2 separate regions of the Dromaius novaehollandiae genome follow, and region 1 is linked to region 2. A link is a contact called in public Hi-C data. All regions are on one chromosome and are shown on one strand. The core of a region is the stretch at or near the end of the contact, and the rest is flanking DNA. Distances in the headings are between cores, read along the strand shown. Region 1 holds the start of LOC112981615 (kinesin-like protein KIF20A). Region 2 has its middle 32 kb from the start of SDR16C5.

The links. A called contact is a pair of places that touch in the nucleus more often than the background predicts.
Region 1: a contact with region 2 is called in a Hi-C map of blood, with 2.7 times the contacts expected there. The contact joins the promoter of LOC112981615 here to the enhancer-like site in region 2. A contact is called at or near these places in 4 of 4 Hi-C or Micro-C datasets (blood, brain, liver and 1 more).

The regions. Positions count from the first base shown.
Region 1 is chr2:135,121,566-135,126,645 of bDroNov1.hap1, reverse strand. It overlaps LOC112981615 (kinesin-like protein KIF20A), which reads right to left and starts at 3,445. Exons shown (of 18, transcript XM_026097410.2): 1 at 3,306-3,445; 2 at 2,204-2,278. The coding sequence starts at 3,437.
Region 2 is chr2:134,964,214-134,969,770 of bDroNov1.hap1, reverse strand. No RefSeq gene overlaps it. Among named protein-coding and RNA genes, the nearest start is that of SDR16C5, 32 kb to the right of the region's middle. Within about 2 kb of position 2,955, at least 2 of the 2 cell types and tissues checked have open chromatin away from gene starts, as enhancers often do.

The DNA of each region.
Region 1 (5,080 bases), core at 2,196-4,695, 160 kb before region 2:
TCACATGAAAGAACACAAAGTTAAGGCATTGTCTGAAGTTTTGCAGAAGGCTTAACATTTTTCTAAGATTCCTTACAGTCACTTTTTTTCACACTTTCTGAACACTAGTATATTATGATTCTGGCTTACAGTACCCTATATATAACTGTAAGCAAAGCTATATAGAAATGTATTAGTTTTCCACTTGAATCATTTGCAGTGAAAAACAAGCTATGAACAGCATAAACAAAATAAAACATATTTGAAGCGTTATCTTTTGACAGATAGATGGTGTCATCAGTAATGAAAAGACTTGAATTAGTTTCAAGTCTAATTTGATTGCTATTTCTTAACTAAGTAAATATTAGATACAATTACCTAGCATTCACTTAACTAGACAAATGTAGAATGCGTACCACCGGAGAGTTTTACAGCAGACAGGCTACCAGAAATAAAATCTGAACTACCAAAACAGCTTGAAAGCACTTCGAAGCATCAGCACAGGGATTATCAATTGCTACTAAATCCAACATTTTGGAGGCTAGCCAGAACTGGTAATACTAATAATCGTGTGTAGCATGTACATATCAATATCACTTTTCCCAGCAGTCTCACTTAACAAGCCAGCTTATGAACTGGTTTAGAAGCTGTAAGAACGGGTACTAAGCTCAGGCCAAACACTTGCTCCACCTGTGCCATGCTCTGACCCCTTATACTCTCTGGATACAACTGGCAGTTGTATAAAGCCTATAGAATTTCATCTTGGGCACTTTTGCCTTGCTTGCTTAAGTCATTGTCTCTGTAAGCAACAATAGCTGAGTTAACTTGTGGAGTGCCTCCATTTAAAGCATCAAACTACAACTAAAATGAGGTGGGTTTTTTTTTTGATGTGCTACGTATTTGGAGGAAAAATGGTTTCCTGAAAATTAGGTATGGCAGGGAGAAGAAAGAACAAAAGAATTAAGTTGAGCTCTCCATTACAGACATTAGAAGTTTTTTCTGTTTGTTACTAAGCATCTTCCTAATGGATTCAGGTGATAGTTAAGCTCATCAGTAATGGAAAACGTACAAGATGTTGAAGAATTACCTTGCAGACCAATTCAGAGTTTTTGGAGGCTGAGAAGGAAAGCCTTCATGCAGTGCAAAAATCAATATATACCACTAATGTGTTGCAAGATCAACTATTTTATGAAGAACTACCTGAAAGCAAGAGTTTTAAGAAACTTACTGCAAATTACAGATATTCACATCCCTCACTTTTAAGAACATACAAGTAGTTTCATTAACGGTAGGGTATTCAGAAGTTTTCCATTCCAGAGAAGAATGAGAAAGAAGCAACTTGTAGAACAATTTGATTTTGTAGATCAGTTTATCCTTACAATCACCTCAGATTGCTGAATGACTCCATCCTGGAAACAGTGTGCCAGGCCGTACTGCTGAACGAGAAAGGCCTGAAGAAAGGTAAATGGATTCTGGAAAAAGCACCCAAGTGAAGAAAATAAAAAGGTTCCAACTTTGGCAGATTAAATGCAAGATGACAACTACACATGGGAGGGGAACACACACATCAAGCAAATCTCAAGACGCAAATCAGCTAAAGGATCAAAACCAATATTAATTCCTTCTTCAAATGGGTCAGCAAAAAGAAGTCCATCAATGATCAGGGCTGACAGATAGAAGATACACTGCAGTAGACTTGTATTCTGAGGAAAGCCAAACGAATTCTTTTCATCAGTGTTCACGATGGGAAGAAAACTGGAGTACTCGTGTGTGCGCGTGAGTGCATGTATGCACAAAATATTGAAGCATCTAAAACTGACAGAAAAAACCATAGAGGTTATAGAACAAATTGAAAGAACAAGGCATTTACCCATTCAGACATTCCAAAGGAACTCAAGGGTCAAAAACCTGAATTACGCCTCAAAGTGCATGATCTCTTGCACGATACCCCTTTGTTACTCAAGCACTGCACAGAGCCAAGAGTGACACCAATTTTTAAATAAGGTACCAAAGAAGTTTTGCAGAACGACAGGTAGGGGGCAGTGTGTGCGAGTACGTGTGTACCAGGCAAATTATTAAAAGCTTCAATTAAAAAAGTCACGTTTACCCAAGCATCCACTAACTCTATTTAGAAGTAGCAAACATTGCTTTTATAAAAGGAAATCCCACCTTACAATACAAGTAGTTCTTCAGGGGAGAAGAATAACTTGACTCTACAACTAACCTGAGATTCATGGTTTTCAAGCTCTGCTACAGAAAAGGGCCTCACTCTCAAGAAGACTTTCAAAGGTTGATATGCCTATTCATAAAGAAAAAAGTGTTATAACTGTCACTTTTAAAATTGAACTCCCCCAAAATCATTTATCAGCATACATCTGTGATACAGTATTTCCTATCTTACTGCCTCTATTTCTCCTTCCTTGTAAACATCATACCCTAAGCTGTCATTTGTTTCTTGACCGCCTGGTGTCCTAAAGTAATCTGTTTTTCATTCAAGCTCCCCTTTGCCTCCCCCCATTAGTGTTCTTTTGTATGACGACCAATGATTTAAAAAGAGCATGTTATTGGAGGATTAAACTGCACTGCTTCCACCTTCTGGTCACCACGTGCACTGAATTCAAGCTGTATTTTCTAATAGCTGCTCTGCAGCTCTGTACTTCCATTTTGTACAGAGCATGTTCAGTTAATAGATCAACACCTTTTTACCTTCATATTACTGCATTTTTACCATCCAGTCACTAACCCCTCACATTCTGCACAGGAACAATCACAAAAAGGTTTCTGGTTACTAAGATAGGCTTTTCCGTCCGGTTCCTGTTGTGCAAAGGTCTCCCCATCTAGGTGCAGTGATAATAGTGGGAGATTTTTACAGCTATCCCAGCGTTCCTTCCTTTCTCAGAGCTCAGATGTCTCTACTTTGGCAACTTGTTCACGTAGCAGACAGATTTACCAGACTTTTCTAGAGCCCTGCCGTGACCAGCGCTCCACTGAACATAAAAGTATGCAGTATTATAGATTTTTATTACCAAGCATCTAAGAGGCTTTCAACAAGGACCTATAACCTTTTTAGCTTGCTAACCAGAACAACAGGGTACCAATACATTCAGTGCAAGTACTGAAATTCTTTACTTCCTTCTCAAAAGCCTAGGACAACAGTATTTGCTACTGGACATGATCCATTTGTAAACAGTGAGAAATAAGCAGAACAATCAAACATATCTTCAAGGCAAGGGGAAAAGATATGTTCTTACTGAAGATGTATTTTCCAGAATCAAAGCTTGAAAAAGAAGCATAATTAAAAGACATATTCCAAAACCCATCCACACCTCCTGCTCCTCTGTATTAGGCAATACTGTTGACTCCATAGGTGAGGGTTTTCCCCCAAAGTCCAGAAAAGAAACTGATTCCAACATATCAGATTCTTCTGCAGAGACATAGTTTTTCCCCTCATCATCCATTGCTCTGTGCTGAGGAACTTGTAAGAAAAAAAAGGCACAGTTTTCTCAAAGAACAGGCAAAAATATACAAAGACTGAAACAGGGATCTGGTTAATCTGTACACAAGCAAACACTTCTTAAGAAAATAAGGTCCTCATAAGAAGTTTAGGAGTATGAAGGAACCTTAAAGACCAAACAGTTGGGTTATATTAAAGAAATACACAAGCCAAAGGACACCAACTGCCTCAGCTGGGCACTATCCTCATGCACTTGGAAGAGCTGGGGACACCACCCGTACCCACCACTCCCCAAAAGGCTGAACACCCCCAGCTGTCGGGAGCTCGGCCCCTCAGGCCTCTGCCTCCAGGTACAGCCCCGGCCTGCGGCCAGCCCTTTGGCACCGAGGCCAAGGTGCCGGCTTGGCCTCAGCGAGCCGAAGCACCGTCAGCCTGGCAAGGCAGCTGCAGGGGCCAAGCCGGCACCGCCGGGCGACGGCCCAGCCGCGCAAGGGAGTCAGCGTCCCGCGGAGGAGATCGCCCTGCAGGGCTTCAAGCCGCCCCGCGGCGGGCGCGAGGCCGGGCATGGCCGGAGGCGAGCGCCGCCCCGGCCGCCGGCGCGCAGCACCAACGGCCGCTACCTTGCCACGCGCGGGAACCCAGAAAACACCCCACGCGGGCGGCGGAAGGAGGATTTGAGCGGGGGGAGTCGGGCGCTGATTGGCCGGGGGGGCGGGGGGGGAGCGGAGCCGTCCGACGCCGCCGCGCGGCGCCTCCCTCCGCCCGGCAGGGGCCGCCGCCGCACAGCACAACGCAGCCGGCGCCCCCGGGCCAGCGAGGGCCGTCCTCCGGCGTGCGGCCGTGACGCGGGGCTTAGTTATTTTTAACAGGCGAAAGGCGGGGGGGATTTGGATTATGAACGGCAAAGGGGTAGCGTGAAACTACCAGCCAACAGCGACAGCCAAGGGAAGAAGTGTCTTTCGCTGAGAGCGTGCTGGGGCAGGTGGGCAGGAGCAGATATCTAAATATTTCCATCAGAAGTTATGTAAGGTTATTATGACTGCTCTGCAACTATTTCAACACTACATAGTATTTTTGTATGAAAAAAATCACAAAATGTTCATGTTATAATCGTTACAATGTAATAGTATTTATAATATTACGGTTATAATGCCAATATGATCAGGACAATTTAAGTGAACTATGCACCTGCTCAGTGGAACACACCACATCCACAGAAAGAAGGGACCTATTTCCCCAGTGAGGTAATTTTGAAACGGGGCATTCAGGCCATCAACTTAAACCATTAAACAAACAAATGGACACAAACTCCCTGACAGCTTATCTGGCAAAGAGGAAATTAGGAGAGTAGCAAGGTGGCTTTATTTTTGAGAAGCACAAACAGGAATGCAAAGTAAACTCAGGCATTCCTGTTTTTACAAGCAAGTCAGAGGCAGAGGAAAACAGAAAACCCCAAAGACTCAAAGACTACAGAGAACTTCTTTTAAAGAGCCCCAGCTACCCAAAGAACATAGAGGGGACTGAGTCATTTGGGTATGTTCAGCAGCGCAATTTAACTCGGACATGCAGTCAGCCTGTGAGCTGATGGGAAGCTATTTAATAGTAATAGTTACTGACCATCAGGAAAGATCATCCAAGGCAGAAGTG
Region 2 (5,557 bases), core at 1,706-4,205:
TTTTCTCAAATGGTTCTACAGCAAGTGCCCAGGAATTGCAAGAAGGAAGTAATCAGCCTTGTCTGGTTCCCCTAAGTCTGTGTAAAGATAAATACTGTTGGTTTTCTTTTCATCTGTGAGTGGCTACATCTGTCCTAGTAAAGAAGCAATGCAAATGACTTGTGCTTGAGCACTCTCCCATCACACTGCTGAATTATTAGTGTCCTCCCTGATGTGTTTTTTGTCCTTACCAGTCAGTGCTCTCTCAAAGAATGTGTGGCTATTGTTTGAGGATAGTACAGGACAGGGACAGTTCCTTGCAGGCAGTATCAATGAAGCTGCCCCATTTTTGAGGGGAAGAGATTTTAACTTTATAGACCTGAGCCAATTGACATCCTATTTATTATCTGCATTCTTGTTGCAGCACAAAAATCTTTGCCTCATAGTGATTATGTACCATGCATTTAGTACGCAACCTGCATCAAAAGTCGTATGTATGTGCAAGCAGCCAAATGAGAGGATCTGTTTTCTCAGGTACCTCTCTAGGCATAAAGCAGATTCAGTCAGTGGAAAGCACTGAAGTGTCACAAACAGATCCAGCTACCATTAAAACTGCCATTCTACTGTCTAAGATTAATTCAAGAGCTTGCAGCTGTCCATCTGATGCCACACAGGCTGTAATGATATTCGTGATTGTATCTGCAGTGCACTTTTTTCCTAGTCTCCCAGTGTTTTTATTGGTGAAACAGAGAACAAAGATTCTCTATTCTCCTTCTTCATGCCACCCTTACTCTGTAGACCTCTTATCATATTTCCAGCTGTCTCTTCACCAGGTTTAGTAATCCTAATCTATTTTAACTGTTCTTTATAGGAAGACTATTCTATGGTTCAAAAATGATCCTTGCTAGGTTTCTCTCTACCTTTTTATTTCTGCTATGACCTTTCAGTCATGCACTTGGTATTCATAATACACTTATACTGATTTTACACAGTGATGTTATTTTTGTCTTGTTCAGTATTCATTTCCTAATAGTTCATAATATTTCCTTTCATTTTTATACCATTACTTAATACTGGGTTGGCATTTTCATGTAACTACCTTTTTATGGACAGCTTGGGTCCATCATTACATTTGTAGGCAAAGTTAGGATTGTTTTTTCCATATATATCATTTTACATTTGTCTACATAAATGTAATATCCTTTGCTATTTTGCTACCTCGTCACTCAATCTCTTGAGGTTCTTCTGCAGTTCTTCATTGTCAGCCCAACTCATTTTTACGTGCACCACCAGCAAACTGTGTGATCTTCCAAGTCGCACCTTTTTGTGGTCATTCTGGATATAGTGAACAGATCAGGTCTGAGCACAGGTTCTAAAGATTTTCTGTGTAGTCTGTGATAATTGACATTTATTCCTACATCTTGGAGTATTTTTTTAAACAACTATTAATCACATGGTGGCTTTCCTGTTAGTTTTTGTTAGTGTTATTTTCTGTAATCTTGTCAGATGTCTTTTATGAATCTATATAGACTATGTCTACTGGATCTCCATTTTCACGTGCTTATTGATTCCTTCAAAGAAGAGGCAGTAGATCTGCAAGGTAATATAATAGTTTTCCAAAAATACATGACATTCTATCTTTATTCTGCATTACCAGCACCAGTCATTTACAGGAACAGATAGTGCCTCTGCTTAGTATAGGTAGAGATATACTGAATGCTATGAATGACAATGGACACATAAAAACATGGAGAAAGAATATTTGTGGAATATATGATTTGTTTGCTTTTCTTTCTACTGCTTTGATAATCTTATAACAGAATTGCAACAGTATATGCATTGTACATCTACCATTCACAGTTTCCTCAATCAAGGAATATTGCTGATATAACTTACATTTTTCCATCCTGAGTGGTTACACACAGTCTGCTTCTCATTGGTTACCAGAAATTATTACTCTTTCCTATTCTATTGCAACAAAGATGTGCAAAATGCAAAGCACTGTTACCAAGCTTCTGTTTTGACCAAACACCAGTTTGTTCCGTGCTGTGAATAATAAAGTAAAGGAGTGCTGTGGCTGGAAAAAAATGGAAAAATTAATCTCGACAGGCATATTGTATTTAACTGTTCAGGTCACTAAATCTTCAGTCTTCATTGTGATCAATTAACTGCGGAAAATAAAATAGCAGATGTTATAGTGCTGAGGTGGGGACTACATGCCAGCCCAGTGTGGGTTTCAACAGGCAGCACCTACTCTACAGAAGAGATGGGATTACCTGGCCTCAGGCCTGGACATAGACCTACAAAGCCATTTAGCTTGAGTGGCTAAATTCTGCTACTGTTAATGGAAATGACTTTAGATAGAGAAATAGTCTGTCAGTCCATTCCCACCCTCCCACATCTTCCCACAGCCCTTGACATGCTCAAGCATGAGAATATGCTGTTTCCTCTGAGAGAAATGGGAAGGATTACGGACAATGTGCTAAGCTGTTCTGAGTCCTTCCTGCAAGCTTGCAGTGATGAATAATTGCTAACTACCAACACACTGCTCACATGTAGAGTTCAGGAAGGATCTCTCTTGGGTCTTTTATTTTGTCAGCCTCAAATGGTCAGGTGGCATGGACTCAGATACTAGAAAGAGGTAGGTGATGAACTGCTCAATCTATTAGTTACTCCATACAACCATCCTGCTTTTGTCCTGTTGGCTCTGTACTTGGACAAAGTTAGCCCAAGGATGGAAAACAGCTGTGTGAAACAGAATCCATGCAAGAATCAGGAAGTGAGGAAAGCCTTTCTGTGGAGTGCAAAATGCAGTCTACTTTGGAGTTAGTCGATCCACATCTGTAATTGATCAACTGAATCCATAATTTAGAATTCCTCTTGCATTCCTCGATTGTGCATTCCTTGATTGTGCTAAGTTCAGACATAGCATTACCCATGAGTAATGCTTACTATGAGCTTTGATTGGCTAGAAGACCCTATCCCATGCTGGCAGACAGTGACACGTTACTCAGTTATTCATGCTTCACTTGCTTCCTGGCTGGACTACAAGAGTCTGATATATTTGGTCACCAAACTTTTCAGCACTTAGAACAATCCACCTAGAATAAAAAGCCCTCAGCCATGCTGTTTATTTTGAGTATATCAGATCTGTCCTCGGCTGTCTACATTCTCTTCCTGTAAAGAAGTCAAACCCAAGTTTTGTCCGTCTCATCACAGCGGGGTTTCCCGCAATAACCAAAAAACATCTAGAGCCTTGTGCTGACAGCTACGCCTGTCCCTGTAGAGCATTCCCCCTGCTCCCAGTCTCCACCTTAGTAGGGATAAATGCTGTCATAAAAGTTGTCTATCAAGAAGACAGAATGTTCTTGGAGGCCACTCTGAAATTGTGAAATAAATATCCTGGGAAATAAGGACAGTTGCAAACCTGACTTTCCAATTGTGTACAAGACACAATTATTTGACTTTCTCTAGCAAAAACACTGAAGCAACATAAATATTTATAAACAAACCAACCCTACCAAAAGACAACACTTCACTGCCCAAGCATCTCCCCTTGGGAAGAAGATGAGAGGACAAACAGCATGCAACAAGCAAGTCATGCTGCTTAATATATCTTGGAATGATTTTCTAATGCCATGCTAATAAGTGAGGTATAAAGAATTTTTGCAAAGCTGAGCAGAACAGAGCTGAGAGCCTAGTTCCCATGATGTGAGCTGGTCCTGATGTGACCCTGACACCTGCTTCTTTGAACAACGTGTAAATGGGTAAAAAGTAAACACACCCTTTCCTTCAAATGCATTTGGTTCTGCCATTTGAACATTTGAAATACTGTCGTAGGGTGTGACATACAAGTTGTGAACACTCAACATTTTTCTCATGCCGTAGTCAAGTTCTTATGTTTGAGGCCCAAACCCTGCAAAAACGCCCCCAATTTTCTTCTGTGCTCGGTCCCAAATCCCTTGTCCAATGAATACCAGCCTCTACTTCCTCCATCAGATCCCAGTTTTTTATGCAGCTTACAAAGCTTCCTTGTCCATGACAAAAGCTCTTAGGCAGACTAAACAAATAAATAAAATCAAATTAATTCCCCAGCTAAAAAAGTATTTGTCATACTGATAGGAAAGTGCAAAACCTAATACTAATGAGACAATAAAACTAAATAAAGATAATGTCTGTATTTTAATCTCCTACCTTTCATAAGAAAGCTACTTACGCAACAGAAACCTAAAAATATATAACACTTAAATTGTAAGCCATTTCAATGATTAACAGAATTGTAAGCACTTAAAAGAAAAACAGGGTTTTGGAAACCTGGTGACAGAGATTCCTGTCAAAGTTTCATGAAGGACTTGTCAGAGCAAACAAACTTCCGTGTTACGTATTTCTTCTTATATAAATAAGTACAAACTGTGTCTGCACAGGAATACTTTTTTTTAGTGGTTATGACCATTGCTTACGGTGCCATGCAAACACAAGGTATTATTATTATGTGTTTTCTCTACAAAAATACAAATTTGTAGCACTGCCAAAAAACATTCAGAGTTTAATTTATAGCTTCACAGTTTAATTTGTAGAACTACTTAACTCAGATGGAGATTTATTGATCGCTAAAGGTCATGCTGGAGCTCACACCACTGGAGCCTTAGATAATAGAGAAGATATTGAGTCTAGCAATCATTAATTGAAGCTTGCTTTCTTTCAGACTCTAAGTAAATCCCAGAGCAACCACAGAATCTTTCCTGGCACTTTTCTTATTCTTCATATGTTCTTACCCTTCACAGAGGCAAGTTCTCCTTTTTACAAGAAGCAGTATTTCACCTCTTGTTCTGAGGTTTTCGGAGATAGTGAAAGATTGAGCCACTGGAAATTAATTTCAAAAGTTGGCCAGGATAACATTTCTCTATTCTGAGGTGAAATGTGAATTGTACTGTACTTACCCTTTAATTAATTGTATGCATCTAGAATACTCTGTGATACGAACTAACATTCTCTGTGTTTTACTGTAAAATTAGTGTTTGCGTTACCTTACCCCTTGCTGAACTATGTGCATACCTGCACACACTGACATGTAATTTATAGCTGAATGCCATAACCTGAGGAATTCGTTTTATGATTTCTCCGCATCACGCTCTAATTTTAGAAATAACAAGTAGCTGGAAAAACACAAAGAAATTCTAAGAACACGCATGCCACCAAAATCGGTAAATGTGATTAAAGAGGGGAAGTTTCAAGGCAATAGTTTATTTTGGGGATGTAGTTTTTGATTCATTTTATATTTAAATCAGTTGAGAAAACTAGCTTCTAGAGAGGAAAGAAATTATACATGCTCCGTAACAACATATTCCCTCTTTCCTATTTCATTCTTTACTTAATTATATGCTTGTCTGCCTTCAAGTATTTTCCTATCATATTATTTAAAGGCAGTTATCTAACACCCTACCCAGCCCCCTACATCATCAAACAGAAGGCAAGGAATTAGGAACAGGGAAAATTCTGAACTATTTACTGCTAAGTAGAGTAAACAGTTTACACAGTTTACACAGAGATTATTTAGAAGTTACCTTGTCTGAAAATA